Linked DNA regions of Sus scrofa: region 1 is linked to region 2. Evidence: chromatin contacts called from public HiChIP or PLAC-seq data. All regions are on one chromosome and are shown on one strand. The core of a region is the stretch at or near the end of the contact, and the rest is flanking DNA. Distances in the headings are between cores, read along the strand shown. Region 1 holds the start of SOAT1 (sterol O-acyltransferase 1). Region 2 holds the start of TOR3A (torsin-3A).

Region 1 (7,649 bases), core at 3,055-5,554, 190 kb before region 2:
TTTCCTTAACCAATCCAACAGTCAGTCCATTTTTCTCTGCCTTCAAAATAATACATCCAGTTCAACCCCTGGCCTCAATCAGTGGGTTGAGGATCCAGCACTGCCGAGAGCGGACACGGCTTGGATTCTGCATGGCTATGGCTGTGGCGTAGGCTGGCAGGTATAGTTCTGATTCGACCCCTAGCCAAGGAACTTCCATATGTCACAGGTGCAGTCCTAAAAAGCAAAAATCACAAAACGACAACAACAACAAGGAGGTCCTGTCATGGCTCTGTGGAAATGAATCTGACTAGTAACCTTAAGGACAGAGGTTCTATCCCTGGCCTTGCTCCGTGGGTTAAGGATCCAGCGTTGCCATGAGCTATGGTGTAGGTCACTCGGATCTAGCATTGCTGTGGCTGTGGTACAGGCCTATAGCTGCAGCTCTGATTCCACCCCTAGCTTGGGAACCTCCATATGCCTCGGATGCTGCTCTAAAAAGACAAAAACAACAACAACAACAATAACAACAACAAAAGCAAGGCCTAGGCAAGATTCAAGGAAAACCAGGAACAAGCAAGTTCCAAAGTTAGAGGATTCAAGAAGTCAATATCTGGAGTTCCCGTCGTGGCTCAGTGGTTAACGAATCCGACCAGGAACCATGAGGTTGCGGGTTCGATCCCTGGCCTTGCTCCATGGGTTAAGGATCTGGTGTTGCTGTGAGTTGTGGTGTAGGTCGCAGACACGGGTCGGATCCTGCGTTGCTGTGGCTCTGGTGTAGGCTGGTGGCTACAGCTCCGTTTCAACCCCTAGCCTGGGAACCTCCATATACTACAGGAGCAGCCCAAGAAATGGCAAAAAGACCAAAAAAAAAAAAGTCAATATCTGTCAATATCACAGATATCACAGATAAAAGGAAAAAAGCAGAGGAGCGGAAAAAAAAAGAGGGTGGGCCAGGGAATATTTCACAATTTGGGGACATTAATAGCTACCATTTACTTGCACAGTTTCAGGAAGAAGGACAAAGAAATAAATTGGATTGGGTTGCAAAATGAATTGAGGAAGTAAAAATCATGATCATAAGACTAGTCTCTCAAGATGTCCAGAAATAAAAGAACCAGGCACTAATGTTTACCAAGCCAGTAATATCTACAGTGCTGGGCGCCAGGGTGAGTACACATCATACCTCACTTAACACTTCCATTTTAAAGATCTAAAATACTCGGAAATACTAATAAACTCAAAGTCATATGCCAGTAAGTGGCAGTAGAAACATTTACACCCAAAGTGACCAAGCTGATTAGATGGCTATTTTAAAAATAGCTAGCGGAAACGAATCCAACTAAGAACCATGAGGTTGTGGGTTCGATCCCTGGCCTCATTCAGTGAATTAATGACATAGCATTGCTGTGAGCTGCGGTGTAGGTCATAGATGAGGCTCTGATCTGGCATTGCTGTGGCTCTGGCATAGGCCGGCAGCTACAGCTCAGATTTGATCCCTAGCCATATGCCTCAGGTGTGGCCCTAAATGCCAAAAAAAAAAAAAAAAAAAAAAAAAGCTATCCCCTTTGGCTCAGGGGCTTAAGAATCTGGTGTTGTCACTGCTGGGTCAATGTCATGGCTAGGGTTTGATCCCTGGTCTGGGAACTTCTGCATGTCGCAGGTATGGGTGGGGGGGAACTGTACACACACCAAACAATCATTTTTTTTTTTTTTTGCCATTTCTTGGGCCGCTCCCACGGCATATGAGGTTCCCAGACCAGGGGTCTAATCAGAGCTGTAGCTGCTGGCCAACGCCAGAGCCACAGCAACGCGGAATCTGACCCAAGTCTTCGACCTACACCACAGCTCACAGCAACACCAGATCCTTAACCCATGGAGCAAGGCCAGGGATCGAACCTGCAACCTCATGGTTCCTAGTCGGATTCGTTAACCACTGCGCCATGACAGGAACTCCTGAACAATCATTTCTTAAGAATCCAGTCAGTTCACTGGTTTCAGAATATTCAGTGTGGTGGTATCTAACTTGCCTTAAGAAAGCAAAATGACTGGAGTTCCTATGGTGGTGCAGTGGAAATGAATCTGACTCGGAACCATGAGGTTGCAGGTTTGATCCTTGGCCTTGCTCAGTGGGTTAAGGATCCGGCGTTGCCGTGAGCTGTGGTGTAGGTTCCAGATGCAGCTCGGATCCTGCATGGCTGTGGCTGTGGCTGTGGCGTAGGCCAGCTCAGATTAGACCCCTAGCCTGGGAACCTCCATATGCCAAAGGTGGGGCCCTCAAAAGACAAAAGACAAAAAAAAAAAAAAAAAAAAAAAAAAAGAAGGAAAAGAAGCAAAATGAAAATAACTGGATTGAACCACTGAAGTGAATGATGTTAGAAAGAAGTGTCCACTTCAGCCTGCCATATACCTACTATTAAAGCCTTCTTGCTATGTTGGGGGGGGGGGGGGGGGGGGGGAAGAGAGGATAATTAGCAGATAAAGACAACAATCCAAAACAAACTTATCCCTCTGGCTTCCAAACAACAATTTGGTCTAGTACAACCTACAATATTTACATATCAAGAAGAACTAGGTCAATATGTCAATTAGCAAACCCAAGGAAACCAGACAAATTCTTACGTGCATTTGTATGGCCCGTATAATCATTTCTCCTAGAGGATAAATTCCAAAAGTAAATTTTGTTAACCGCCTTTGTTAAAAACTATTTTCCATTTCGTTCCCAAAGGAAACAGGAACCTTCCCCAATTAACATTTTCCATTCAAAATTCCCCTCCACTGTCCTCCAACTCATTCATCCTTTCATTGTGCCAGGTGCTGGTTGAGGCGTTGAGAATGAAGACCTAAATTAGGACTAGCCCAGCCTTCATGAAATTTACATGCCATTAGAGAAAAGGAAGCATCTAAGTAACTAATGGAGCCCATTACAATTAATGCAGCTAAAGAAAATAAGTGCTAGGAGAGATGAACAGGCAGAGTATCCATTTACTGAAGAAGTGACATTTGTTTGGGTTGATACTGAGGAAAAAGGTATGAGAAGGAGAGAAGAGTGAATTAAAGATGGAGGAAACCTTTAAAAACCAGAAAATAGTAAAGAGAAAGAAGCTTTCTTAAAATAAAAATAAAACCAGTGACCCTAGAGAACCAGGAAAATAGCAACCCAAACTGAACTGAAGACAAGCATGGCAGCAGCGTTTTGATCTTTATCCTAAGAAGGTGAAGTCTTCGAAGAGTTCTCAGCACATCATGCAATGAGAAACGTTCATTTTTAAATGGTGACTCTTGAATGCATCAGAGCTCCTTCTAAAATCCATTTTCATGCCCAGACAGCACACAACTTCCGTAGCCATTCATTCATCCATTGATACCGCTCAACTTGAAGCAAGGGAAAAAAGACGAATGCTTCAAGTTGATTTCTACTCAAGGGAAAGGCAAGCACTCTGAAGAAAAGTAGTCTAAACAGATAGCAGCCCCTTAAATATTAAGTGATAATAAACTTTATATATAAACATGGAGAGCATAGTTTACAGCTGTTTCTCGCTTACAAATAACATCTAAACACATATATCATTTAAACTGCACGGCTATTAACATTTAAAAACTACAGAAACTTAATTACATCCTAATACTAAGGATATTTACTAATATTTACTAAGATAAAATATGAGCTTGATTAAGATTTTGGTACCCAGATTTCGGATGTCCTGAAGTACCATCAACACACGTTTTTCCTAAAATCAATCAAAAGCTGACTTCCTCAGGGCGTTTTTGGTTTCGTTTTTTTAAGGAATAAAATGTGTTCTAATTCATAACTTTCTTTACTACTGCCTTGAGAGATGCCACAAGACGGGGGGGACACCAAACAAACCCGGCTCCCGAAGCTAACTTTCCCGCCTGTCCCATCCCCCAAACTGCCCAGGACTCGAGCAGTCTCCCGCTCCCCCGGCTCCCCCGCCCCTGAGCCCGGGACAAGGCCAGGCCGGCCCGGCCAGAGTTGCAGCCACCACTTCTGTCCCCTTCCTCTCTGGCAGAAGTGGGTGGACCGAGGCGGGAAGTGAGGAGGGAGCCGGGGAGCATGAGCATTACCTGGGGCCGGAGCCCGACAACAGGGACCTGAGCAAGGAGAGCAAAGCCGGGAAACCGTCACAGCGTGGGTTGCAGGAAGGTCAGTTCGCAGCCGAACTCCGGCTGCCCCAGGCCGGCAACGCAACCAACCGCAGACCAAGAATAAGCGTCCAACTCACCAGCCCCTCCGCCCCCAGCCTCGCAGCCCGCTACGCAGCGTAACGCGCACGGCCCTCGCCGGCTCAGGATTTTATTGGTGGTCCGGGCGGCCGCCAGGCTCCGCCCACCGCCCACGGGCGCCCCGCCCCTTCCTCGGCTCGCGGGTTCAAGGGGTCCCCTGCAAGAGGCACTTGGGGCCAACAGAACGTGACGCCGGCCGCAGCAGCCTTTTTTTCCATTTCTGCCCCTGCAATCCAATGTGTAGCAGAAATGCGACGGAGATTAGAAGCTGTAGGTCCGAAAATGCACCCTGCATGGTTGCGCAGGATTGGCGAGCTCGGTGCCCTTCTTGAGACCGTATGTAGATCGTTGTAGTTTGCGCTGACCTCCCAGGACACCTAGGCGCACTAGCCAGAGGCTAGTCATGGAATGCTTTAATGCTTTGTATACTGTTCTTAACTGTGTCCTTCAGCAAATTAGATAAAGAGACAGTAAGATAAGAGAAATGGGCCAATTATAAATTAAAAGGGGACTTCATAATCAAAGAAAAACTATGTTGCCGAGAGATTTGGGACATAGATTAGAAGCAATAGTTAGACTGTATCTGTTTAGGTCCCTTAGATTTTATGAAGGCAAAGGTGTGGGTGAAACTAAAGATAGGTAAAAAGGGGGTGATGAGGGCAGCAGAGACTGGAGCGCCACACTCACAGCCAGCAAGCTACCCTATCCTGCCTTATCAGTCCAGCCCTACAGCAAACTGTATGAGATGGCTCCCAGGACCCCATCAGACTGCCCTGCACAAATGGATCAAGTTTCCCTGTACTGACTACACTCTGCACATTTTACACGGAAGATTTGTAGGAGTTCCCATCCCTGGCTCAGTGGAAACAAATCTGATGAGCATCCATGAGGATGCAGGTTTGATCCTTGGTGTTGATCAGTGGGTTAAGGATCTGTCATTGCCGTGAGTGGTGGTGTAGGCTAGAGGCTACAGTTGATTTGACCCCTAGCCTGCGAATCTCCATATACTGCAGGGGTGGCCCTGAAAAGACAAACAAAAACAAGGGGAAGATTTGCATAAATTCCCCTGGACACCCAGAGTGGCCAGCACTGTTCATCCCAAAGCAGAATGGGCCTCAGCATTGAATCAGTGTAGGCTGGGCCGACCCATCCAGTTTATATATGTCTACAGTCATGATTGCTAATTCTGCCAACTGGATGATAATAGGATCTGGCAAATTCCAATGGCTTTTGTCCTTCACTCTCCCCACCAGTTTAAGAGCAGTAGGAACACAGGGACTCATTTCTTTGAGACTGATGGCCACTATATACATGTGTGCCAAGAAGATTCCTGTCTTTTCTTTTGTTCAATTTATTCATTCATTCATTCAAAAAAAAAAAAAACAAAACAAAACATTGTGAGGAGTTCCTGTCGTGGTGCAGCAGAAATGAATCCAACTAAGAATCATGAGGTTGTGGGTTCCATCCTGGCCTCCTCAGTGGGTTAAGGACACAGTGTTGCCATGAGCCGTGGTGTAGGTCACAGATGTTGCTTGGATCTGGCGTTGCTGTGGCTGTGGTGTAACCTGGCAGCTGTAGCTCTGATTCAACCCCTAGCCTGGGAACCTCCGTATGCTGTGGATGTAGCCCTACAAAGCAAAAAAAAAAAAAAAAAAATTGTGTTTTGGAGTTCCCGACGTGGCACAGTGTGTTAAGGATCAGGCATTGCCACTGCTGTGGCATAGGTTGCAGCTGCAGTTGTGGATTTGATCCCTGTCTGGGGAGTTCCCATATGCTTCAGGTGTGGCTAAAATTGAAAAAAAAAAAAAAGTTGATAAAATAATTGATAATAGTGTTAAGTGATGGAAGAAAACAAAAGAAAGGACTTTTTGAAAAGAAGATCTGAACAAAGACTTAATGAGGAGAAGGAGCCAGCTACGCCAATTATGGGAAGGAGAAAGCGATTCTAGACAGAGGACAGGGGTGTGAAAGTGCTGATGCTGAACAGCTTTGGCTTTTTTGAGGAACAGAAGGCTTTTGTGGAGAGTATGAGATTGAGGTTGGCCAGTTAAGCAGAAGCCTAATCATATTGTTTGGATTTTCTGGTTGCTAAATGATTTCAAGTCTTATTTTTAAGTCAACCTATTTTCTAGAGAATGACTTGGAGGGGGGCTGAACGAGAACAGAAAGCAGCCAGAGCTCCAGTCAGGCGCTATTGGACCAGTCCATGGGATATGCGAAGGTAATTGGATTAGGGTGGTTGATAGAGGAAAAAAAGAAGTTGGGTCATCTCGGAATATTTTCCTGAGGTTCATGTGTGAAGAAAGGAACAAGGTGACTCCCAGTTGGCTTGTTTAAGCAAAGCAGGAGGATGGCAATGTCATCTAGCTGAAGGGGGAAGACCATTTAATATGACTGGAGGGACCCTGAAAGCCTCCGCCCAAACTCCGAGCCTCTCCCACTACTGGTCAGAATCTCATATCACTCAATCCTTGAGGTCAAGGCTGGATTAAATACAAATGTTGATTTCGGAGTTCCCATCATGGCTCAGTGGTTAACGAATCCGACTAGGAACCATGAGGTTGCGGGTTCGATCCCTGACCTTGCTCAGTGGGTTAGGGATCCAGCGCTGCTGTGAGCTGTGGTGTAGGTTGCAGACGTGGCTCGGATCCCCGAGTTGCTGTGGCTGTGGTGTAGGCCGGTGGCTACAGCTCCAGTTAGACCCCTAGCCTGGGAACCTCCATATGCCAAAGGAGCGGCCCAAGAAATGGCAAAAAGACAAAAATAAATAAATAAATAAATGCGAACGCTGACTTCATTACATTCCAAAAGCTGTGTTACAGAACTTAGATTAGTTGCTAGGGGTTATGCTGATGAATAAGAACCACTGTCTGCGGGGGAGATTGATAATAACTAAGCCATTTCAAGACAATAGGACAAGTATCATAGTAAAAAATGTAATAAAAGTGCCTGCCTTACAGAGGCAATGTAAGGATGACATGAGTTAATACCCGCAAAGCTCTAAGTACAGTGCTCGATAATGATTAACAGTTATTTCACACGTTTCTATGCTATTGTTGACATTGTTATCTTCTGGATACAGTGGGAGCAGATGGAATAATTATCACATTCTTCTACTCTTGAAGGAAGATTGAATGGAGGAAGCCTGACTGCAGCTTTCTGAACCAGTAGGAAGAAGCATTTAGTTGGCAGGCAAGGCGTTTAGTTGGAGGAGGGACATTCCAAGTAAAAGAAAAACAAGGTCAAGGACCAATAAAACAAGAGGGAGCCGGGGCCATCTGGGATACAGGAAGGTAGCTGAACATGGTTGAAGTGTGTGCTACTAACCGAGAAGTGGCAAGTGACAAAGTTGGTTTCAGGGTTTAAGAAATCTGGAGATGGAGTTCCCGTTGTGGCTCAGTGGTTAACGAATCCGACTAGGAACC
Region 2 (6,739 bases), core at 1,423-3,922:
GGGTGGGAACGAGGCCATTGTGAGAAGGGCCCACAGGCACTGTCCCCTCCAGGCTCCGCGATGGCCAAGAGACGGAGCAGTGAACATCTATCTCTGAGGTGAAAGCCATCCTGTTTGGTGGCCTCCATACAAGAAGCCACCAGGCAGACCTTGCAATGGAAGAGATTCAGGGCTATTTGCTAAAGAGTTTGAGAAATCAAGACTGACATAAGGGAGAGAATGGAATCACTGCTCCGCCCCTTTTTGTCTTTTTAGGGCCGCACCTGCGGCATATGGAGGTTCCCAGGCTAGGGGTCCGATCCGAGCTGTAGCCACTGGCCTATGCCAGCACCACAGCAACGTGGGATTGAGCCACGTCTGCGACCTACACCATAGCTCAGGGCAATGCCAGATCCTTAACCCACTGAGCAAGGCCAGGGATTGAACCCGCAACCTCATGGTTCCTAATCAGATTCGTTAACTGCTGAGCCACGACGGGAACTCCTCATTTTATAATTTTCTTTTTCTTTTGGTCTTTTGTTTTTCTGAGGGCCACACCTGCGGCATATGGAGGTTCTCAGGCTAGGGGTCTAATTGGAGGTGTAGCTGCCAACCTACGCCACAGTCACAGCCACACCAGATCTGAGTTGCATCTGAGACCTACACCACAGCTCATGCGATGCTTGATCCTTAACTCACTGAGCAAGACAAGGGATCGAATCCGCAACCTCATGGTTCACAGTAGGATTCGTTTCCGCTGCGCCACAACGGTAACTCCCTCATTTTACCATTTCAATTCAATCCAGCAAACACCTGCTGAAGGCAGCTAGTGTGTACAAAGCCCTCTGCTAGGCCTTCCTTCCTCTCAGCTGTGAGGTTGCAGGGTTTGGATCATGGCCTCTGGGAGCCATGGTGGAGACAGGGAGGCTGCCAGCTGTGGGCAGAAAGAGGTGGGCGCCCTTCACCCTGACATTTCCCTGAATTGCTTCCCCTCCCTGAAGATTCCTGGCCCTTAGGGCTGTAAGGTCCTACCTGTGAAGTTGTTGATGATCCTACAGTCCCCACTGTCACAGCAGTCCTGGAAGCTGCAGTACCACGTGGTCAGGATATCCAGGTACTGCTGGCCCAGCAGGGGAAGACTCCAGCCTGGAAAAGGAGGAGCTGTGAGACAGGGGCGGTGCCCAGAGTTGAGGAGAGGGAACACTGCCTCCCTACCACCAACCAGGCTCTTCTGTTCTCCTGAGCAGTGCCTCAGCAGGGAGGGTGCAAGACTGGGCGCCTCCAGCTCTGAGGAAGTGGGTGGATGGCCTTGCTACACTACAGATGCAGCTCTAGCTGCAGCAAAAGCTCAATTTACCCAACAAATCAGCCTTAAGCACTTTGTCCAGAATGTAAGAAACCCAGGCCCTGCTGGTCCGGCAGGGAGACAGACAGTAACTGGTGATTATCCTTCTTCCTACTTGCTTTGGATTCCAGAATCATCTGATTATGGCCAACCCCAAGTGTCTCAATACTTTTATCAAATGTCAGTTTGAATATACCCATCAGTAACAAAAACCAAACACAAAGACTAAAACAAAAGACTATACAAAAACCATTCACTTGGAATTTAGAAGGCTTTGAATTTAAATGAAAGATATTTCTAGCAGGGGGACCATTACAGCATTCCTATTCCAGGACCTAGAATTAACGACATCGATTGCAAAGGCGCCTCAGAGATCACCGAGTCCACGACAGTGATGTGACAACACTGCCACACCATTTGTCAGAGACAGAAATCAGAACTCGGTGCGGCGGACTCATAACCCAGGCCCCGGCTCCATAAGCAGCAGAGGAGGAGGAGGGGGAGGTACTTGAAGGGTGTCTCCAACCAGGAACTTTCCTTAAAGCCATGGAGAAGGTGGGCAAGAGCAGCAATTTGGAATGATGCTGCCGGGCCCTCAGTCTGGCCGGAACAGCAGCGCCGCAGGCTAAGGCGCCGGCCTGCGTCCTAGGGCCGGCGCGAGGCTCCGAACTGCACCCCGAAGCACTGTGCCCCGCGCTTCTGCCCGCGCGCCCCCGCCTTCCTGAGCCAGCGAGTCTTACCCAGGGGCCGCGCGGGCGCTTCCTCATCCTTCCCACAGGCCTCGGGCCACAGGCGGCAGCTGAAGAGGGCCCAGTAGCGTCTGGAGAGGGCGCCGGCCGCCCTCAGATGCTCCCGCAAGCGCTGGAAGGCCTTCCAGGCCCGACCCGAGTCCGCCTCTGCCGCCTCGTCCCTCGACCTCGCGTGGTCGCCGTGTCCCCGCGCGCCCGGGGGCGGCGGCAGCAGTAGAAGCAGCAGGAGCCAGAGCCAGAGGCAGAACGGATGCCGCCGGCCGCAAAGCATGGCCAGCCCTGCTACCGCTCCCCTCCGCCGCCCGGCCCTCTCGGCCCTTTGGAGCCCCGGGCTGGCGGGCGGGCGCCGGCACTTCCGAGGCCCTGATTGGCTGGGGATTGGCGTTGCCCTGGGAACCGCAGGCAGCTGAACTCGCCCCCACGTGACCCAGGGCGAACCTGGCGTCCGCCGGGAACCGAAACCGACTGGAGCCCGGGAGGGCATCCAGAGGCCGACTGTGGGTTCCGCCACCCAGCGGGGTCTCGCTGCCAGGCAGCAGTCTATCTGGACGACTGTGGTTGCGAAGAAGTCGAAGTCAGGCCTTGAGATGGCCACTGTCAATCACCCGTTGGTTTCGGGGTCTCTGGTGGCCCATCTGAAGCCCACCAAATTAGGGCACCCATTTTGCCTTGTTTCCTTGGCCGCAGATCATCTTCCGGTCAACCTGTTAGTAGAAACTAGGCAACCATCTCACCCTGGAGCTTGAGTTGCTGGGGAAGTCGGCCCTGGGCCTGGCTCCTCTACAAAGGGAAATGAGAGAAGCAAATGATCAGCGGGTTTCTGCTACAGCTGGGAGTCTACCAAAAGCAAGAGGAAGCTGGTGGGCTGCAGTCTGGAGGTATTTGGGTTTTAGAAACGCCCAGAATCATGGGAAACTCCCAAGGTTTCATGTCAGTGTAACCATAGCCCTTTAAAAACAAGTTAGCTGAGTACTGGGTGCACTTCCTTGGCTAAGTTTGCAGCGTTGAAGTGCTTATGAGGGTGAGCACCTTCTCAGATACCACTGGCAAGACCTGAGGGCCTTTTTCCAGGGACTCCCTTCTCCATAACATGTAAGGAGATTGCGAGATTTCTGAAGAGCTTAATGCATTTTTCAAGATCACCTGAAGCCACTGGCCTAAGCACCACCTTGTCCTAGGAAGAAACTTCTGTCTAGAAATCCTGAGACTTGACTAATTTCATAGGTTCAGTGGCCTTGAGGCTGGGCTCTCCTAGCACCACATCACATCTCACAAATGTCACAGCCAAATTGATTTGTATGTTCATTCCAGTATTTTTTTTTTTTTTTTTTTTTTTTGTCTTTTCTAGGGCCGCACCTGTGGTACATGGAGATTCCCAGGCTAGGGGTCTAATCGGAGCTGTAGCCACTGGCCTATGCCAGAGCCACAGCAACGCAGGATCTGAGCCGCATCTGCGACCTACACCACAGCTCACGCAACGCCAGATCCTTCACCCACTGAGTGAGGCCAGGAACCCGCAACCTCATGATTCCTAGTCTGGTTCGTTAACCACTGAGCCACGATGGGAACTCCTCCAGTCTCTTAGATTACACTCAGTGCCGGCCAGGTCTGCTCCATCCTCAAGAGCTCACCAAATGTGCTCCTGCCTTGCATTCAAACAGCTATAGAGAGCAGATAAGCACCTGTGTGAGAATACCGACAGTTAAATTGAAAAGTAACATTAGGAGTTCCCGTCGTGGTGCAGTGGTTAACGAATCCGACTAGGAACCATGAGGTTGCGGGTTCGATTCCTGCCCTTGCTCAGTGGGTTAACGATCCGGCGTTGCCGTGAGCTGTGGTGTAGGTTGCAGACGCGGCTCGGATCCTGCATTGCTGTGGCTCTGGCGTAGGCCGGTGGCTACAGCTCTGATTCAACCCCTAGCCTGGGAACCTCCATATGCCACGGGAGCGGCCCAAGAAATAGCAACAACAACAACAACAAAAGACAAAAAAAAAAAAAAGAAAAGTAACCTTATATCGTGTCTTAGCCGTTCCGAATAATGGCCGAATTGAACCCAAACCTTCCATAGAGCAGAGGCCACCACACCAGTGCTGTGTTATATGCAATGACACTCATGAAACCCTTCAAAGGACAGTTAACAAGGAACACACAATTACGCTTATTTGGAAATTGAAACTATTAACTCATTCAGTAAATGTTGTTTGAGCATGAATGGCAGTCTAGTATAGTGAGTAACCGAATGGCCCCTACTACTTTTTATGTGTCGCCTTGGGTGTTAAGTAACTGTCATTTGCCTCCGTTTCTCCACCTATAAAATGGAGATAAAAGTCACTTCATAGGGGTGCTGTAAGGGTTAACCTTTATTAGTGTATATGCCCCACCCTGGAGGAGACTCTGGATGGTTTATACAGGAGGCTTTGGAAGACTTTATTTACACTAGTGGACTGTACCGGTGAATTAACTTATGGTGATAAAACAACTAGTCTTTACACTAGTTTCTTTAGGAAAATCCAAGTTTTAAGACTGTGGAAATAATTATATACTTGTAACTTTTATGTAGGGCTAACTGCTAATATTTGAGATGTTTTGATTTGGATTTAACATTTCATAGTACATAAAGCAGGTAGCTTGGAAGTTCTTGGACAAATGATTTGATCTCAAGACATATTTTTCCTAATAAACATTTTTTTCACCAGAGTCGGGCCACAAAGAAACAGTGAACACAAATACCAGTTTTTAGATAAGCCTCTATTTTCAAGAAATTGCTAATATTTCAGTTCTCAGCACTTGGAGGCTCCTGGTTGTAACGCTAGGAGCAAGATCTCATGGATGATGGGGACACCTAGAGGCTCTTATGAAAACTACAGGCAGCTAGGATTCCTTAGCAAGCAAACTCAGCACTGCTCAGGAATGCTCCAAGGACGGGAGGCTTTGGCATTGCCCTGGAGCTTGTTAGAAAAACAGAAACTTAGGCCCCAAACTTAATCAAATATGCATTTTGGGAAGTTTCCATGTGGTGCAGTGGGTTAAGGATCTGGCATTGCCACAGCTGTGGTGTAGTTCAATCTCATCTGCCTTTAAAACAATTTTTGGGTAAAAAAAAAAAAGTCTTTATCTCCAAATAAATTTGGCATGTAAAAAGCAAACTCTGGGAGTTCCTGTCATGCCTCAGCAGTTAATGAACCAGACTAGTATCCATGAGGATGCAGGTTCGATCCCTGGCCTTGTTCAGGGCATTGTTCACAGCATTGCCATGAGCTGTGGTGTAGGTTGCAGATTTGGCTCGGATCTGGCATTGCTGTGGCTGTGGTGTAGGCCAGCAGCTGTAGCTCTGATTAGATCCCTAGCCTGGGAACCTCCATATGCCATGAATGCAGCCCTAAAAAGACCAAAAACAAACAAAAAAGCAAACTCTGAAAACACAAATGAATGTTTCACAGCTCGTCTATGTGCCAGCGGCTCCTTTAACATCCCTGAAATAGAGTAACTGAAGCTTCACGGTGGACTGAGAATTCCTCCCCAGAGACAGCACAGCTGATGAAAACCAGAGGAAAGCCCTGCAGGGATATTTCTGCTGACCCAGGTACTGAAAAGAGAGCACAGGCCCAGGGGACCCTGTATCTTCTGAGCATCCGGCTTGGCATTCCTGGAGTGGGTTCTATGCACAGCCCATGTCAAGCCTGGACCCATCTCCCCTTCCCTCAGTGTAGGTCCTGCCTGCCTCTCTCAACCTCCGGTGAGTCTTTCCTGCTCCTCACTTCCACTCTAATTTATCCAATGCCTGAAGCATCTGGTACCTCATAAGCAGTCTCTTCTGCTAGGACTATGGCTCTTCGAGGGAAGAGACAGCCATTATCATCTCGACGGCACCGGGCACCAGGCCCAAGTGTCTAATGAGGGATGTGACGTCATCCTATCATTGCTTGGGACTTCCACAGCAGTCCACCTACAAAACCCACCCATGCTAATAAGCCGGTGGTTAGGACCATTCTTGTCTGTTTTACAAAATGAGCCCACGACACACCCTCCCTACTCCAGCTGCCTTTTCAGGCTTCAACTCCAGTCTTTCTGGTATGTTTGAGAAACAGATGAAGCCTTAAGGGCTCCAGGGAGTAGCATCCCCACAGGCCTTGTTTACTATAGGGAGTGTACCTACGTCCAGATGGACATTAATCTCTAACCCCCTGTGACTCAGTTTATGGGAAGAAAAGGACAAAGAAACCAGGAGACTTAAGGGACATTTCCACCCCAAGACCCTATTGGACAAGAACTGATACAGGTAATTGAGCAAGGCCAATGGGAGAAAACCACGTCTTTCTGGACCCATGCTAGTACCCCCCCCATAGGAGTTTTTAATGGATAAAAACTCCTATAGGACAACAGAGAAAGGGGGCTCTTCTCCCTGCTCCCAGCAGCCCTGGGAGCTATTTGCTTTCCTTTAATAAAGACTTTGCTGCGGGAGTTCCCATCGTGGCGCAGCAGAAAATGGTGTAGGTTGCAGATTCGGCTTGGATCTGGCGTTGCTGTGGCTGTGGTCTAGGCCGGCAGCTGTAGCTCCAATCAGACCCCTAGCCTGGGACCCTCCATATGCTGGGGGTTCGGCTCTAAAAAAACAAAAGACCAAAAAAAAAAAAAAACAAAAAAAAACTTTGCTTGCTTGCTGCC

What was found. HiChIP or PLAC-seq counts read pairs in DNA pulled down with a chosen protein or histone mark.
Region 1: an H3K27ac HiChIP or PLAC-seq map of alveolar macrophages shows a contact between it and region 2. The contact joins the promoter of SOAT1 here to the promoter of TOR3A in region 2. A contact is called at or near these places in 1 of 5 promoter capture datasets (liver), 3 of 47 Hi-C or Micro-C datasets (embryonic fibroblasts and liver) and 1 of 2 datasets of contacts at active chromatin or transcription factors (alveolar macrophages).

Annotation. Positions count from the first base shown.
Region 1 is chr9:121,041,866-121,049,514 of Sscrofa11.1, reverse strand. SOAT1 (sterol O-acyltransferase 1) reads right to left here and starts at 4,304. Exons shown (of 16, transcript XM_021063736.1): 1 at 4,224-4,304.
Region 2 is chr9:120,855,767-120,862,505 of Sscrofa11.1, reverse strand. It overlaps TOR3A (torsin-3A), which reads right to left and starts at 2,672. Exons shown (of 6, transcript XM_003130340.5): 1 at 2,065-2,672; 2 at 1,012-1,125. The coding sequence starts at 2,557.